2 separate regions of the Mus musculus genome follow, and region 1 is linked to region 2. A link is a contact called in public promoter capture Hi-C data. All regions are on one chromosome and are shown on one strand. The core of a region is the stretch at or near the end of the contact, and the rest is flanking DNA. Distances in the headings are between cores, read along the strand shown. Region 1 holds the start of Nedd1 (neural precursor cell expressed, developmentally down-regulated gene 1). Region 2 overlaps Gm20757 (predicted gene, 20757).

Region 1 (5,435 bases), core at 1,451-3,950, 430 kb after region 2:
GTTACTTGTCCATTTCTGTCCACCTTTCTACCAAGCAGCACACACAGAAAGTATGAGTGACTCAAACACCAGCCAATCACATACACTTAGCTCATCCTTCCAAGAATCCCCTCTGCGACTACGAGAAACCCAACCTCCTCCTCCTTACAGGACAGACATGCCAATGTGGCTGCCCTACACATCTTGCCTGAGCCACCAGATCTAAACACCGGCCTTCTTCATGTCTATGAATCAAGCCAAGCCCATCCTCCACTTAGTGTCTCTTCACCTGCTGCCCCCCTCTACCTGGAAAGCTCCCCATGTTCCCCCAAAACCATCTCCTTATCATTTAGGCCTCTGCTCAAAACATCTCTGCTTCTAAAAGGTAAGTTCCCCGCCTACTGTGGCAAAACCCACCCTTTATCAGCAGCTACCCTATATTCTAGCACCCAATTCAATGTTGTTCATGGAACTTCTACTCTCTTCTTTGTTCCCATAACAATGCCCGCCTCCTCACACAGGAATTTTGAAATATTCCTGATCCATACTAAGTACTCCGCAGGGAAATAAACTAAGTAATGTTCTCATATTTTTTTAATGTGCTATAATCTAGCCATCCTGGAAGTCTGAATCCCACTGTGCCAAGTTTTCCAAACTCTAAAATTAACAACAAAGTTAAATAAGTTGCCACTGTATCCTAAAACCAACTCTTGGTCCCAGACCTCTGACTTTTTATTCAGTGTGATGTTCCCAGCACATAAATCTGACAGAATGATGCCACAAGCCAAGGCAGTCTAGACAGAAAGCAGAGAGGCTGCTCCAAGCACTCTGAAGGGCAGCAGTACTGTGAAAGACGGTGTATTTAAACATACAGAGGAGAGAAAAGGCAGAGAAATATGCTCTCACACTCAGTATGGGTGGTACCATGGTACTATTATTACAGGGCCGGCAGTGGTGGTGGTGCACGCCTTTAATCCCAGGCAGAGGCAGGTGGATCTGTGAGTTTGAGGCCAGCCTAGTCTGTGGAGCTAGTTCCAGACAGCCAGGGCTACACAGAAAACCCCTATCTCAGAAACAAAACAAACAAACAAAAACAGCAACAAAAAAGAGTACTATACTACTATCCAATTAACAAACTTGGTAATTCAATTTATCCTATTGCCTGTCTGAAGACATTAGATATATTAACAATGAGTTTGAATGAAGTGGGTTGCAACCGATATTTGTTTAGATAGAAATAAAATCAATGGAGAAAACTAAGGCACAAGCAGATGCTAGTTTTTAATTCCTGTGTGTGTGTGTGTGTGTGTGTGTGTGTGTGTGTGTGTGTGTGTGTTTAATCCATAGTGTTCCTGTGTGTGTGTGTGTGTGTGTGTGTGTGTTTAATCCATGGTAGCCACACAAAATATGTTTCTTTTTATAGGTCAACACAGTTTCATTGATACTTGAAGTCTAATAAAAAGTGGTTACTTTTTTTTTTTTTTTTTTGGTTTTTTGAGACAGGATTTCTCTGTATAGTCCTGCCTGTCCTGGAACTCACTCTGTAGACCAGGCTGGCCTTGAACTCAGAAATCCGCCTGCCTCTGCCTCCCGAGTGCTGGGATTAAAGGTGTGCGCCACCACGCCCTACTTTTTTTTTTTTTTTTTTTTTTTAAGGGATGCTACGGCAGCTACAACACACTGAATTGATTCCATCTGGTGACATAGGGGGCTGAATTTAACCAAGGTTAAAGGCCAACAGTGGTCAAAGACACGCCCCCACATCATCAACAAAAGCATCATACATATCTGGGTTCCAGAGGACAAACTAAAAAGCATAAGGCAGAAATCATTGAGTCTCAAGAGGAAAAATAAATAAATAAATAAAGTTTATGGAAAGGATTAAAACAGTTATTTGTTGTGCATATTTTTGGATACAGTAGTGTGTGGGGTGGTTCTGAGTTAGAAGGGACCCCTAGTAGGTGAGGCTAAAAACTTGCAGAGTCACCTGTTGAATTGTAGACAATGTTTCTATTTGGTGACTAAAACACTTACTCAATGCCCCTTGTTCCCCGGCCCATGGAAAAACACAGGGTAGAAAAGTTGAACTCTGAAGAACAGTAAACAGCTGCAAGCTGCTGCTACCCTAACCCCACACAAGGAGCCTACTGTGCAGTGTGGTGCAATGAGTGGATCAAGGCTCTTCAGAAGAGTTAAGCGACCCACACAGCTTCAGTGAGGCTGACTTCACGGAGACCTCTCACAGTCCCTTCGCTTGGCTTCTGGGCTCTGACATCAGTCCCCGGGAGAGGATCCCGGGAAAGAAGAGCGACAGCGACCAACTGCACTCTCTGCTCAAGAAGAGTTCTCGGGAGTTGCACCCCTAGCCCAGGGCGCCTGCGCTCAGCAGCTACGGGCGAGCCAGACCCGGGAGTCGGGGTGGACGAGCCGCTCGGGGCAGCTTGGCCCTTAAATCCGGGGCCCGCGACCCGGTCCTGTCCTGTCCTGTCCTGCCCGGTCCCCGGCCACTTTCCAGCGCGCGCGCGCGCCCGCTGCCGCCCAACGCAGGACCGAAGAGGCTGACCTCGGGGGTCCCCGGCCCAAGGCCACCGCGCTCACAGAGCCTCCCTGTCAGGCGGAACCTCACCTCTCAAGCGTGGGGCCACAGGGGAGGCCCAGCTCCACCCGTTCCTCGCTGCGCTTCCGGCTCCCGCCTGGACTGTTAAACTTGGGCGGCCGGAAGTCCCGCCTCGCATGACGTCACGGGAAAGGCGGTGCCCCGAGCGCTCAGCCCGCGGGGGTGCTGGGTGGCCTCCCACCCTGGGGCGGTGCAGAGGAAGATATCCTAGCCTGTAGCTACTGCTCCTTTATCACTCATTTGTTTGCTGGCTACTGTGTGCCAGGCGCTGAGTTAGGCTGTGGGTGTGCACTTACTGTGTTTAGCTTGAAGGGACAAGAGGTCAGTCAACACGCAGGTTCCCTAGCCTGCTGGAGATTACAGTCTAGTTAGGAAGTTAATATTAACACTTCTGTAGGGAAAGGGAAGGCAAGAATAAAATGCCAGGCAGTGGCGGTGCACACCTTTAATCCCAGCACTAGGGAGGCAGAAGCAGGCAGACTGCTGAGTTCTAAGCCAGCCTGGTCTACAGAGTGAGTTCCGGGACAGCCAGGGACTACACAGAGAACCTCTGTCTTGAACAAAACAAAACAGAAGAATAAAAGATGGGGAATTCACGGGCAACTCTCAGTTCCCACAAAAAAAGGTGTCACAGTTATCACAAAGAAGAACGCTCATAATAAAGGCAATTAACATGGTTGGTTTAGGAGAGGATTACTTGAGAGGAAGCCAAGAAAAGCTGCAGGTTAAACATCTAACTTCAAAGGGGTGTGGTGGTACAAGCCTTTAATCCTAGCACTCAGGAGGCAAAGGCAATGGGATCTCTGTGAGTTCAAATCCATCCTGGTCTACTGAACGAGTTCCAGGACGGTTATACAAAGAAACTCAGTTTCAAAGAGGGGAGGGAATGGAGAGGAAATTGTGGCAGGAGTGGGAGAAGGAAAGGAGGGGAAGAGAAAGGAAGGGGTGGGAGGGAAAAGGAGGAAAGCAGAGGAGAGGAACATCTAACCCAAAACGAACCCTAACCCTGAGAACAAACCCAGTAGTGACTTCAGCCTCTGAGCTAGCCATCTTCACATCCGCAGCTTCACATGCTGCTGTTCAGGTACATGAACACCAACTCAGTGGTTTTTTGGTTTTTTTGTTTTTGAAGGAAATGTATTTCATGGTAGAAAGGGGCCAATGAACTGAGTTTTCCCAACATTCCTGCTAAAAGATTGCTCTGTTGAGAGTTCTTACTTCCATCACTGATAGCATGTTCCTATGGAAAGTGTTGCTCCTTTGTCCCAGGTGCACACCGGATGTGTTTCTCAACTGGATACATAATGTCCCAGTTATCTGAACCCATATCAAAAACAACTGGAAACCTAAGAAGTGCCAATCCCCACCTCCCCTAGGAGAAAAAGAAGTCTCTCCAGCTTCTGGAAGCTGGTGAGGAACAACCATAAAATGAAGACGGGGAGCAAGCAGTATATGCCTTGTGTAATCTGCAGCTGCTTTTGGTGTTATTAGCTGATTTTTTTTCCTGGAATTTGGCCTAAAATGCTGAGATCTAAGTAGGGAGAACTGGAACACATGAAGAAAAGAATGCTTGAAGCAGAAAACACAACTCTCTAACACTGAAACCAGCAAGAAAGCTTAAGACTGGATTATGTGGTGGGGGGAAAAGGTAGACACTAAGACTATTCCTGCATTAAAAGTGAGATGTTTCATAACAATAAAAGTAAATAAACTGGGCACAATAGCTCACTCTAGTAATCCCAACACCCAGGAAACTGGGGCAGAAGTATTGGTATGAGTTTAATGCAAGACATTAACTGAAAACAAAAGTTGTTTTGTTTTGTTTTGTTTTGTTTTGTTTTTTGTTTTGTTTTGTTTTGTTTTTAGCAAGGGCTCTTACAGGAACAGAACTGACGATATTTATAGAAAATCTTATTTGAGTGGCTTATAGGCTGCACTGGCTAGTTTTGTGTCAACTTGACACAGGCTGGAGTTATCACAGAGAAAGGAGCTTCAGTTGGGGAAGTGCCTCCACGAGATCCAGCTGTAAGGCATTTTCTCAATTAGTGATCAAGGGGGAAAGGCCCCTTTTGGGTGAGACCATCTCTGAGCTGGTAGTTTTGGTTCTATAAGAGAGCAGGTTGAGCAAGCCAGGGGAAGCAAGCCAGTAAGGAACATCCCTCCATGGCCTCTGCATCAGCTCCAGCTTCCTAACCTGCTTGAGTTCCAGTCCTGACTTCCTTGGTGATGAATTAGCAGTATGGAAGTGTAAGCCGAATAAACCCTTTCCTCCCCAACTTGCTTCTTGGTCATGATGTTTATGCAGGAATAGAAACCCTGACTAAGACACAGGCCATAGTCCAGCTAATCTGACAATGGAAAGTCCCAGAATTCAGTAGCTGTTTAGTACATACTGCTTGATGTTTCAGCCAGTCTTGAATATATGTCAGAATCCTGAAGAAGCAGGCTCTACTACTAGTGAAGGAATGAACTTGCCAGTAGAGTGAGGGCAAGCAGGCAAAGAGCAAAAGCATTTGTCTGCTTAAACAACAAGCTTGTTCCTTTCCTGGGCTTCCAGGAGAAGGTGTGGCCCAGATTTAGGGTGTGTCCTCTGAGATCTAGTGATTCTGATTTAAGGTGGTCTTGTGACCTCAAGTGATCTGGATTTAAAGGTGGGTGGGTCTCCCTACTTCAAAAGATCCCTCATAGATGTGCCCCAATGGCTTCAGTTTTTAGTTCATTCCAGATATAGTCAAGTTGACAACCGATAGCCATCACAGGGGCATATCCGCCATTCCTGTTGAAAATTTCAACAGAATTCATTCTTATCTGGGGGAGGGGGAACCACAGGAGTAATGTA
Region 2 (4,923 bases), core at 1,951-4,450:
GCTGGATCTACTCATGCCTTAGGAAACTTACAGGCACTGGGCCACAGTCACATAACCCAGAATACAATTCCATTGTTCAGATTCACTCTTCCTCCAGAGACAAAGCATTTGGGTTTCCGGACAAAAGAAGATGAAGACAAGATAGAAGGAGAAGCAGCTAATGAAAACAAAGGCAGTTAAGTCAGGAAAAACATCAAGACATGGGCTCAGTGGTACGAACTGATGAGGGATACCTGGGTAGACTATGCCAGTCTTATATTAACAACAGTGATACGGAGTTTCCAGTTAGAACAGATCATATTATAGAGTTGAGAAGCTCAGTTAGTGAAGTGCTTGCTTTACAAGGATTAGGATATGAGTTGGAGTCCATCATCATCATCATCATCATCAACAACAACAACAACAACAAAAATTCAGGGTATGTTGTCAAGTGCTTGAAACTCCAGCACTAAGGAGGTGGAGACAGAAAGATCGCTGGGGCTTACTGGGCAGCCAGTTCAGTCTAATTGGTAAACTCTGAGCCAAAGAGAGACTCTGTCTCGAAAGAACATGGAGGGCATTCAGGAGGATGTCACCTAACTTTGTACCTCTACACGCACACCCATACACACATGCAACCCCATACATTAAAATTTCATTGGAGCTGTAGCACAAACACAGCAAGTAGGTAGTAGAGACTACCATACTACATAGGCAAGACAATCTCACAAAGGGAAGTGAGCCACTGGTGTTGGACCAGTACTCTGGAGTCCATTGGCAGTCATGAGCATCACCCTCCATGTGTGATATGTGATACCCAGGTCTGCTGGCCTGAGTGTTTCAGGTTCCCAGTACCCCCAAGAGTCTGAGTTCCTCCCTGAGCTGAGTCGGAGTCTAGTGTTTACAGATACATTTTTTCCCCATTAAACACAGTTTGAATTGCAATCAGCTTCCTCACAAGGCAATGCTAGAGGTTAATTGTTTATGTTCAATTTTGGGTATCACCTGACTGCTTAACCTTATGAGACCAGGTCAATGGCTCAGTGGGTAAAGTGCTTGCTGTAATAGCATGGGGACCTAAGTTCAGATGCTCAACACTCATGTAAAAGACAAGGATGGCAGTGTATACTTGTAAGGATTCTAGGGCCTCATTGGCCAGCCTAGCTAACCAAAATTGAAAACTCCAGATTCAGTGTTTTAAAAATGGAATGGAGTTCAATAACAAAGGAAGGCAACAGCAGACGTGATAGATAAGCATGCATACACACACACACACACACACACAGAGAGAGAGAGAGAGAGAGAGAGAGAGAGAGAGAGAGAGAGAATTGGGCAATGAAAATGTATTTGCTAAGTATGTGCACAATTTATACATGTCAAATATTTATAACTATATTTCTCTTAAAGCATCACAAAGCTACATACATTGCCTAGATTTACCTTAATACTTTAGAAAGATGCACCTGAGAAATAATGTCCTACATGTCCCGTGCAATAGAAGCAATCCCATAATGATCCACTAACACACATTTAAAGGTCTTCAATAATCCAATGCATACCTCTTAGAACCCAAACCAGAGTATAATCAGATATCTCTTCCTTTGTTGATATTGACTATTTAAGGAACCCAACTCAATGCCTTCAAGAACATTCTATACTCTGTACTTCATCTGATTGTTCCCAACTCTAATATGTTTGCTCTATTGTTCCTTTGACCTTCCTGTAAGTAGGTGATTCAATCTATATAAATAGTCTTGCATGGACTATAACTAATTTATAAGCCCATTCTAAATACCAACTTTGAAGTCTGATTTTCTGGCTTTACCATATCATGCTAATTTGTCTAGAGTAGAACTCTGATGTTCGCATCCATGAATTTCTGTACTTATAGGTGAAGAACAGTCAAGGCCAGGAAGACTAGAAGGAAAAGCCAAGGTCACACAGCAATATAAGATCAAAGGAATTGGGCAAAGGATGGGTCAGCCAATTTTAATTGGTTTCAGGTCAATTAAAATGGATGCAGCCCTGAGCCTGAGAGAGGAAACTGGAGGACATAAACTAGGATTTTTTTCACTAAAGGGAACCATTTGGATAGAAATTGCAATTGACACCAGAAGTATGAAGTGGGTTCAAAATATTTTTTTAATTTATTCATTTATTTTATGAATATGAGTACACCATTGCTCTCTTCAGACACACCAGAAGAGGGCATCATATCTCATTACTGATGGTTGTGGGCCACCAAGTGGTTGCTGGGAACTGAACTCAGGACCTCTAGAAGAGCAGTTGGTGCTCTTAACCGCTGAGCCATCTCTCCAGCCTTTTTTTTTAAGATTTATTTATTTATTTATTTACTTATTTATTTATTGTTATATGTAAGTACACTGCAGCTGTCTTCAGACACACCAGAAGAGGGCATCAGATCTCATTCCAGATGGTTGTGAGCCACCATGTGGTTTCTGGATTTGAACTCAGGACCTCCGGAAGAGGAGTCAGTGCTCTTAACTGTTGAGCCATCTCTCTAACCACAATTGAAAGCTTTACAAGACATGTATAGTGCACTAGGACCCCTTGCTGGGATGTCAAAGTGTCCTTAAACCCCTCCTAATCTGAAGTCCAGCTTTCTACATAATCTTTCCACCTTTTTCATTCCTCCCTGTCTTCTTCTCTTAGCTGGCCTCCCTGGTGCTTTTCGTTCTGCTTCCAATTCCCTTTAGTAGTCCTTCATAGACCTACAAGAAGAAACTTTTAAAGAGTAAATCTGATAAGGTGTTCTCTTCCCACAGATCGATTAAAACCCCTTTCCGGTCACCCACTGTATTTGTTATAAAAACCACACTATTAATATGCCCAACAAGGCTCAGCATGCTACAGACTATGTCTTCCTGTCCAATGAACTTTGTGTCCTTCTCTCTCTCCCTCTGTATTAGTTACTTTGCTCATTGCTGAGACAAAATCCCCAACAGAAATGATGGAAGGGAAAAGGGGCTGACTTCTGTTTTTGATTTAAGAGAGGATATAATCCATCAGAGTAGAAAGGCGTGGTGGCAGAGTGTAATTCTGCGTGTCCCACTGAATCTGGCTGGTCACACTGAAGAGAAAGCACACAGAGAGAGATGGATTCTGGCACTCGTGCTTTGTCTCCCTTTCTCTTCTGCTCAGTTTTGCACACAGCCCTAGGGTGGGACCACCCACACTCAGGATGGCTTTTCAATCTTCCGTTAGATATCTTTGGAAATGTCCTCACAGACATGCCCAGAGGTGTGTCTCCTAAGTGATTCTCTCAATCCTGTCACCGCATTCAAATGACTTCCTTTGTTTAAGAAACTGCATCCTGTTCTATTTTGCCTGCAGACAATTGTTCAACTGGCTCCCTCTGTCTGGAAGACGTCCCTTGAGTTCTGTGGCACAGCCTGACCACCTGCCCTTTGCCAAGATAATTTCTAATCTTCCCATCAAATGTTTTCTTCCTCAAATAAGTCTTTTCTGACCTTGAAATCCCTTCCGGAGCCCTATCATCATGAGGTGTGCTTTAATTTCACAAGTCTTAGCATCGTTCGCCTTCTATATTAGATTTATTATTAGCCTTACTGGCCTCAAAGCTGTATGTGAATTGAGACTGTGTGATTTCAGTTACTTGCTTAGCCAAATAAATGGGTTTTACAAAGTTGCTGCTGAATGAGTGCTACTGTAAAAAGAAAAGACATTGGAGTCTCATAGCTAAATATGAGACTGAGTAGGGTACTAAATAGAGCTGAGAGCAAACAACCAGATCAAAAGACTAGGTAAATGGAACTACAGTTGAGAAACTGGAGCTCTAACACGGGTAGGACTCAGCCACCACGAAGGTTTTCCTGGGATGCTTCTGATGATGCACCAGCAAGCTCTATGGGTTCAGATTTTTAAGGGGAAATGTTTACATCTCTTTGGGTTACTTTGCTCCATCTGGCAGCGTTGGTTCTTCGCATTAGAAATCACTGCTCAGTAAGTGCAGTACCATTCTCTGGGCTCTCCATGACCTCTTACCCTCTGAAGCATCCCGTAGAGCATCAAGTCTCACAGTAGCCCTACGGGGTTTCTTAGAGTTCACGGATAAACTATGCTTATTCATGACTACCTTTTGCATGCTGATAAATCCCTTTCTGTTTTAAATCTCCAAGTTTAGACTTATGGCTCTTCTAAGTTTCAGACCTTTTTAAAATCTGGATGTACTTGAAACTGAACTCACCTCCCACCCCCCACCCCTGAAGCACCCTTTGTGTTTTCTTACCAAGGGTCCTTGTAACATCATTGTGAGGCAAGGTTTAGCTCTCTGTAGGTACTCATGGAAAAGGGACCATCAGATGACTGCAGGTTGTTTGCATATGTTGTAGTGAAGGTGGACACTGGTGCTCAAAGGAAGGTAGGAGTGAAAACAGCCAAATCAAGAACACTACAGATGAGAAACAAATCTTGTGGCTGCCTATGAGCCGCCCAAGCAGACCAGGTGAAAACCAGACAGACAGGTTCAGAGAAGCAAGGCCAGTGTTGATAGGCCTGATGGACAGCTTCCATACAACACCATGGGATATATGAGAGGCACTATTACTCTTTTACGTTCTTGCTCTTAATTTAGTTAATTGTAGCAGATAACCTCAAGAAAGCCTCTGCCTGTTTTACAAAAGAGATGCCAGACCATCTCCAAGATGATGAATTAACACAGAACAAAGATAACTACTTCTCAATGAGAACAAAGAGAGTTCAGTATAATGAACAGCAATTGAGACACCTTTAAGATCAGAGGGCAGTAAAGTCAGAACTAACTAATAGCTAGCCTACAGTCAAGGTCAACATCAAACAAAGCAGGATTCATAGGCGGTTACAGGAGGGCTTCAAGGACTCATGACTGGGTGAGCAGTACATGAACAATGTGTGATCATCTTTGGGTAAGTCAGGAGTACATGC

Evidence for each region. Promoter capture Hi-C pulls out the DNA fragments that hold promoters and counts their contacts.
Region 1: a contact with region 2 is called in a promoter capture Hi-C map of trophoblast stem cells, with 3 times the contacts expected there. The contact joins the promoter of Nedd1 here to the enhancer-like site in region 2. A contact is called at or near these places in 6 of 39 promoter capture datasets (the 3T3-L1 cell line, embryonic stem cells, frontonasal cranial neural crest and 2 more), 3 of 115 datasets of contacts at active chromatin or transcription factors (embryonic midbrain, neural tube and stem cell-derived neural progenitor cells) and 1 of 9 other capture datasets (embryonic stem cells).

The regions. Positions count from the first base shown.
Region 1 is chr10:92,719,718-92,725,152 of GRCm38.p6, forward strand. Nedd1 (neural precursor cell expressed, developmentally down-regulated gene 1) reads right to left here and starts at 2,701. Exons shown (of 15, transcript NM_008682.2): 1 at 2,606-2,701.
Region 2 is chr10:92,286,206-92,291,128 of GRCm38.p6, forward strand. The region is part of intron 2 of Gm20757 (predicted gene, 20757); the gene reads right to left. Among named protein-coding and RNA genes, the nearest start is that of Gm20757, 87 kb to the right of the region's middle. Within about 2 kb of position 3,201, at least 6 of the 459 cell types and tissues checked have an H3K27ac peak or open chromatin away from gene starts, as enhancers often do. A contact at or near this core is called in embryonic stem cells and trophoblast stem cells, where this site is marked.